2 separate regions of the Macaca mulatta genome follow, and region 2 is linked to region 1. Evidence: chromatin contacts called from public Hi-C data. All regions are on one chromosome and are shown on one strand. Each heading gives the region's core, a stretch centred on a gene start, on an enhancer-like site or on the middle of the called end of the contact. The rest is flanking DNA. Distances are from core to core; before and after follow the strand shown.

Region 1 (3,226 bases), core at 343-2,842:
GTACTTAGTACCAAAAAAAAAACAAAAAATAATGGGCCGGGCACGGTAGCTCACGCCTGTAATCCCAACACTTTGGGAGGCCAAGGCGGGTGGATCACAAGGTCAGAAGCAGCCTGACCAACGTGGTGAAACCCGTATCTACTAAAAATACAAAAAAATTAGCCGGGTGTGGTGGTGTGCACCTGTAATCCCAGGTACTCAGGAGGCTGAGGCAGAAGAATTGCTTGAAACTGGGAGGCGAGATTGTGCCATTGCACTGCAGCCTGGGCAACAGAGCGAGACTCCGTCTCAAAAAAAAAAAAAAAAAAAAAGAATGTAAATTATCTCATCAATAATTTTCACATAGAAATGACAACATTTTTTGTTTTTCTTTTCTTTGTTTTTGGTAGCCATGGATTCTTGCTATGTTGCCCAGGTGGTCTTGGACTCTGGGCCTGAAGCCATCCTCTCACCTGGCCTCCCAAAGTGCTGGGATTATAGGCATAAGCCACTGAACCTGCCCCAATATTTTGAACATATTGGGTCAAGGAAAATATACGGTTAAAATTAAGTTTACTTCTTGCTTTTTTTTTTTTTTTTTTTGAGATGGAATCTCACTCTGTCACCCAGACTGGAGTGTAGTGGGATGATCTTGGCTCAGTGCAACCTCCATCTCCAGGGTTCAAGCAATTCTCCTGCCTCAGCCTCCTGAGTAGCTGGAATTACAGGCACCTGCCACCACACCCGGTTAGTTTTTGTATTTTTAGTAGAGACAGGGTTTCACCACTTTGGCCAAGCTGGTCTCGAACTCCTGACCTCAGGTGATCCACCAGCCTCATTCTCCCAAAGTGTTGGGATTACAGGCGTGGGCCACGGCGTCTGGCCTACCTCTTGCTTTTTACTTTAATGCGGCTACTAGAAAATGTAAAATTACCTATGTGGCTCCTGTATACTTCTGTTGGAGAGTGCTATTCTGGGGATACACGCACTGAACTGCCAATCTCTGTTTCACCACTTACAAGTTGTGTCAAAAAACTTACTATTTCTTCGAATTTCTTGGGTTCCCTGGGATGTAAAATGTGGGTAATGTTAGAGTTGGTGTGAATATTAAACGTAAATAATGTGACATACTTAGCTCTATACCTGGCACCTAAATAAACAATAAGTTTGTTAGCTATTATTATTAAAGACGTTGATTTCTCTACTGATATCGTCAGAGATGGGCCTCATGCTCATTAAAGTTCCTTCCTCTGCGACCTATTTCCACTCTGGCCACAATAATAACTAATTATAGCAAAGGCCTGACCCGACTTTCGGCCGTTGGCCTCCTTCTCCACACCGAAAAATTCAAATCATGACCCAGGGTCCATCCTAGAAGTGTGCCATCTGTATTTATCAATGGAGCCTAAGCAAATCTGAAAACCAAGCACCCCAGGCAGCTGAGCCTCGCTTAGCAACCGACGCTGAGGTCTGTTGCTAAGGGAAAAGAAAGAAAGGACGTGGTCCGTCAGCTATTGCTCTCCGGAGGCAGCTACTTCCGGTCCCCCGGGCCCTGTCCTGCGGTCTACCTTCCCCCGAGGTACTGGGCCTGCGGCCGTAGGTTCCGCTGTCTCGGGAACCTTCGTAGCCCTCGGTCAGGCGGCGGCGGGGGCGGCAGTAGCGGCGGAGGTGGCTTCAGGCCTCCGGTGCGGCTGCAATGCTGAGCTCACGGGCCGAGGCGGCGATGACCGCGGCCGACAGGGCCATCCAGCGCTTCCTGAGGACCGGGGCGGCCGTCAGGTGAGATTTTGGGGGGCGGGGCGGCCGAAGAGGCCGGGACAGGGTCCCCAGCTTGGGCCCGTGACGGCTTTTTCATGCCCTAGTTGGGGTCTCCAGGGCCCGCGCGGGCATTCCGGGAGCTTCTGCGTCCTTTAGGGTTGGAGGCCTGGGCCTGTAGGTGGGAGGACTGACGGGCTCCAGTCCTTCGGCAACAACAATTCTGTCTGCACTCCCCGGGTCCGTCTGTCCCTCCCCCTCCTGTCATTGTTCCCAGGACATCCAGGGCCCTCCAGTCTTGTCAGGGCCCCTAATTCTGTCAGTGCCCTCAGTTCTTTCAGTGCCTCCTAGGCCTGCCAAGACCCCTCAATCTTTCTAGTATACCCCCAATCCTTCTGGGTCCACCAATCATATCTGCCAGGGGTTCCCCAATCTTGGCGTGGTTCTTCCAGTCCTGTAAGTGCCCCGGGCCTGCAAGCCCCGCGTTTTGTTAGTACCGCCCCCTATTCCTGTTAGCCCGCCCTCTAGTCTAATATGGATCCCCACTTCTGTCTGAGTCCCTGATGTTATTAGTGTGAGTAAAGGCCCTTGTTTTGCAAGGGTCTCTAAATTGGTCAGTGCTTCTTTAACCTGTTAAGGCTGCTTGTTCCTGTTAAATCCTTCCGTTCTTGTTAGGACTCCTCGATTGCCTGGGTTCCCAATCCTGTCAGGGCCCCCATTTCCTTATTCACCCTCCCAAGGGCTCCAGGCTTCAGAACTGAGTACCCCCTCCCCCACTGCTGACCCCAAATAACTGAGACCTGTTGCTCAGGTCGGCTTCCTCTGGAACTGGAGCAGGTTTAAAGAGCTTATTATTCCAGGGCTAAAAGGCCTCGATACCTATCCTGTACAGTGCCCCCATTCCGTAGGTGGGAAGTGTGGCCCCATAGCTGACCTCATAGCAGAGTTGGGAGGAGAAGCCAGATCTCTTCACCCCCAGGCCCCACCACTCTTCTCGTGATGTCATTTTGCAGAGGAATGGAGTTTCCAAAGTCGCCAGTTGTCCCTGGGTATTTTTTCCTTATGCTGCTAAAGTCATGGACAAGTCCTCTCTCCCATCCCCTTGACACTGTTTCCTTCAGTTTCTGTCTTGAACTTTGTGGTTTTAAGCACAGACTTGGGAGACAGACACGCATGATTCAGAGCCATGTTCGTTCACTCACTGTGACCAAGTTGGTCTCTTAGTTTCCTCAGTTATAAAAATGAAAGTGATGGTATAATCTGCTTCTGTGGGATTGTTTAAAAAATGAGGTAAGACTGTCACAGTGCCTGGCATAGAGTATGCACCCTTAAATATTATAGTGTTTGACTGGGGGATTTTAAGCACTGGTAAAGTGCTTTAGCACTTCCATGACAGTCCTTTGTAACCTTTCCAAGCACTTTTGTGAACTCATGTATTGTGTAAAAGCACAGTGATGCATTAGGAAACTTCAAGAATAGCTTTCACCGGCTG
Region 2 (3,226 bases), core at 222-2,721, 40 kb after region 1:
CAATCCAAGCCCTGCCAACAGCAAGTCCACCGGGTAACTCTGAGAACCACTGATGTGGAGAAATTACCTGGTTATTTGCCATCTCTCCTATAAGACCAGTGATTCTCAAACTCTTTCTGCCCATGAGAATCACCTGGAAGCTTTTTAAACACACAAGTGGTCAGCCTGTCCTCGGAGCGATTCTGACTGAAGTGCTCTGCAGTGGAACCCAGCACGTTTATTTACTTTGTTTTGTAAAGTTTCCCAGAAGATGCTCATCAGTAGCCAAGTGGAGATTTACTCAAGTCATCTGTCAGCTTCTAGTGGACAAGCAATCCAGTTTTTTTTTTCAAGTTTATGTCCTACGCACCTAAGGGGCTTAGCCTAGAGGTGCTCAGAGAATATTGGATGAATCCATTAGCGAACCCATCAGTAAATAATGGATCCTGAGTTCAGATTTCTCCAAACGTAAGATCATTAACTGCACCAAACAAGTCCTCAGTGCGCGCGCGCACACACACACACACACACACACACACACACACCCACCCCCCTCCCCCGCTTACCTGTAAAATACTCTACTTCTTTCTCCAACTCTTGGAAAATCTCATCTGCCTCAGCTTTAGCAAAGAGGACCGTGTAACTGCAGTCCAGGCCCTCTGCCCGAATGTGCCGCCAGCTGGGGCCTGCTGAGTGTCCTCCATTCCCCGGGGCCTCTCTCCTGGGCCTCTTCCTTGTGCTTTCTTTGTCTCCTCCCAACACAGCTGGCTCTTCTCCAGTCGGCTCTTGCTTCTCCCGCTTCCTCAAAAGGCCCCCTTGAACCCCTTTCACCAGGAATCTGTCCATCCCGTCCCCACAGGAAAAAAGGGACGTCAGTGGCGAGGCCAAGACAGACTGCTCAAGTTCTGTCCCCGGTGTAAAAATCTGTTTGTCCAGGGGGTCTCACAGCAACATTTCTAGTTTCACATTTTCAAGTTTAAAACCACGTCCTAAAAATGAAGCAGAAGATGTTAAAGCCGGAAGGGACCCTAGGGACAATCTGATCCAGGGTCTCCCACGTCCACCTGTGCATCAAAATCAGCTGGCTAGCCTGCAAAAACCCAGAGGTCTGCACTCCACGCCCGAGCACCTGAATTTTTAAAGAACTACCTCCTGGGAATTCGCATGCCACAGCTAAACTTAGAAACTACAACCCAAACCCTCATTTTGCAGAAGGGGAAATTGTTGCCCACAGAGGGGAAGGGGTTTGCCCAAAGTCAACTGTCCACCCCTTTAAGGAGGAGGGACCCGTAACTGACCTCGCTGCCCCCCACCACTGTTAAAATAGATCAGTCTAGTGATGCTCAAGTGGATACGATTCAGAAACGAGACGCAAAGAGGTTAAACACGGGTAAACCGCACGCCAAATTCTTGTTCTCACTGCAACACATGCGTAGGGTGGGGGTGGCAAGAATGCTCCAGAATCTCAGCTCCAGCGCTACTCTGAATCCCGCAGGCAGCCCGGGGGCCCTGGGGGTGGGAAAGACGCGCCCCCGCGAATCAGTCGCGTCACTTCCGGAGCACGCTGGGAACTACTGCCGGCAAGGGCGCAAAGCGAGCAGCCGGGCGGCCCTCTGGTGCCACCTGTCGGCCCTCCCCGTGCGTGGCAAGCACTACCGCTTTCCAGTTGATCATCTGTTGGGCCACTGTTGAGGATCACGGCTGGGGTGAGAAGTGTGGCTTGGTGTTACTTCTCACTGGGGGTTACTTTGGTGTCCGGAAAGGGCGTTGGGCCACCAGTATATTGTCGCGAGTGGGAGCAGAAGTTCTGTAGTCGAATATCGTGGCTTCTGTTTCTGTCTCCTCCGCCCTGGCTGTATGGCCTTCCACAGATCACTTAACCTCTCTCGGGTTAAGCTGCCTCATCTGTGAAGTGGGGACTACAGCACCTATGTCATGAGCACGCCTGAGGAGATGACGGGATGCATGAGAAATGCCCTGTCCTTTAAATAAATGTTGGTTCCATTATTGCTCGTTTTTCTGTTTTTTTGCTTTTTGATATTGTTCTTGTTTGTTTTGTTTTTTTGAGACAGGATCTCACTCTGTTGCCCAAGCTGGAATGCAATGGCATGATCATAGCTCACTGCAGCCTTGAACTCCTGGGTTCGAGCGATCCTCCCGTCTCAGCCTCTGGAGTAGCTGGGACTACAGGCACATCCCACCCCACCCAGCTAATTTTTTTTTTTTAATGATTTTTAGTAGAGATGGGGTCTTGCTATGTTGCCCAGGCTGGTCTCAAACTCCTGGGCTCAAGTGATCCTCCCACCTGGGCCTGCCAGATTGTTGGGATTATGGGCATGAGCCACCACAACCGGCTCCAAATTTTATTTACTCTCTGTCTCCCCTCAATGGAACGAAAGCTCCATGAGATCGGAGGCTTTGTTTTGACAGATTTCAACAGATGTACAATATTGTATGATCACCACCACAGTCAAGATCTAGGACAGTTCCATCCCTCCATAAAACTGCTCCAGCCTCTTATTGATCAACTTGCCGCATCACCCAGCCTCAGCAACCACTGATCCGTCTTCTCTCCCTGTAGTTTTGCCTTTTCCAGAATTTCATATACATGGACTTGCCATGGTTTGAATATCTGTCCCTCCAAAAGCCGTGTTGAGATTTAATCCCCAATGTGGCAGTATTGAGAGGTGGGGCCTTGAAGACGCCATTGGGACATGAGAGCTCTGTCCTCATAAATGAATGACTAGATTAATGGACTCACAGGTTAATGGACTAATGGGTTACCATGGGAGTGGGATTGGTGGCTTTATAAAAGGAGGAAGAGAGACCTGAGCTAGCACACTCAGGCCCCTCGCGATGTGATGTCCTGCACGGCTTCAGGACTCAGCAGAGTCCCCACCAGCAAGAGGGTTTTCACCAGATGCAGCCCCTCAACACCTCGGACCTCTCAGCCTCTATGAGAAATACATTCCTTTTGTCAATAAATTACCTGGTTTCAGGTAATCTAAGAGACAGAAAACAGACTGAGACAGGAATCCTACAATATATAGCCTTTGTGGGACTTCTTTCACTTGAGCATATTGCTTTTGAGATTGATTTATGCCACCCTCCCTCACCTTTTTTTTGAGACAAGGTCTGGCTCTATCGCCCAAGCTGGAGTGCAGTTGCATGATCTCGGCTCACTGCAACCTCCACTTTCCAGGCTCCACTCCCACCTCAGCCTCCCAAGTAGCTGGGACTACAGGCA

What was found. A called contact is a pair of places that touch in the nucleus more often than the background predicts.
Region 2: a Hi-C map of liver shows a contact between it and region 1, with 6 times the contacts expected there. The contact joins the promoter of ALKBH2 here to the promoter of USP30 in region 1. A contact is called at or near these places in 2 of 14 Hi-C or Micro-C datasets (CD4 T cells and liver).

Annotation. Positions count from the first base shown.
Region 1 is chr11:116,185,425-116,188,650 of T2T-MMU8v2.0, forward strand. USP30 (ubiquitin specific peptidase 30) reads left to right here and starts at 1,593. Exons shown (of 13, transcript NM_001257829.1): 1 at 1,593-1,758. The coding sequence starts at 1,676. It overlaps LOC144333031 (a long non-coding RNA gene), which reads right to left and starts at 2,947. Exons shown (of 2, transcript XR_013401337.1): 1 at 2,669-2,947; 2 at 1,570-1,735.
Region 2 is chr11:116,225,900-116,229,125 of T2T-MMU8v2.0, forward strand. ALKBH2 (alkB homolog 2, alpha-ketoglutarate dependent dioxygenase) reads right to left here and starts at 1,472. Exons shown (of 4, transcript NM_001194765.3): 1 at 1,400-1,472; 2 at 546-968. The coding sequence starts at 825.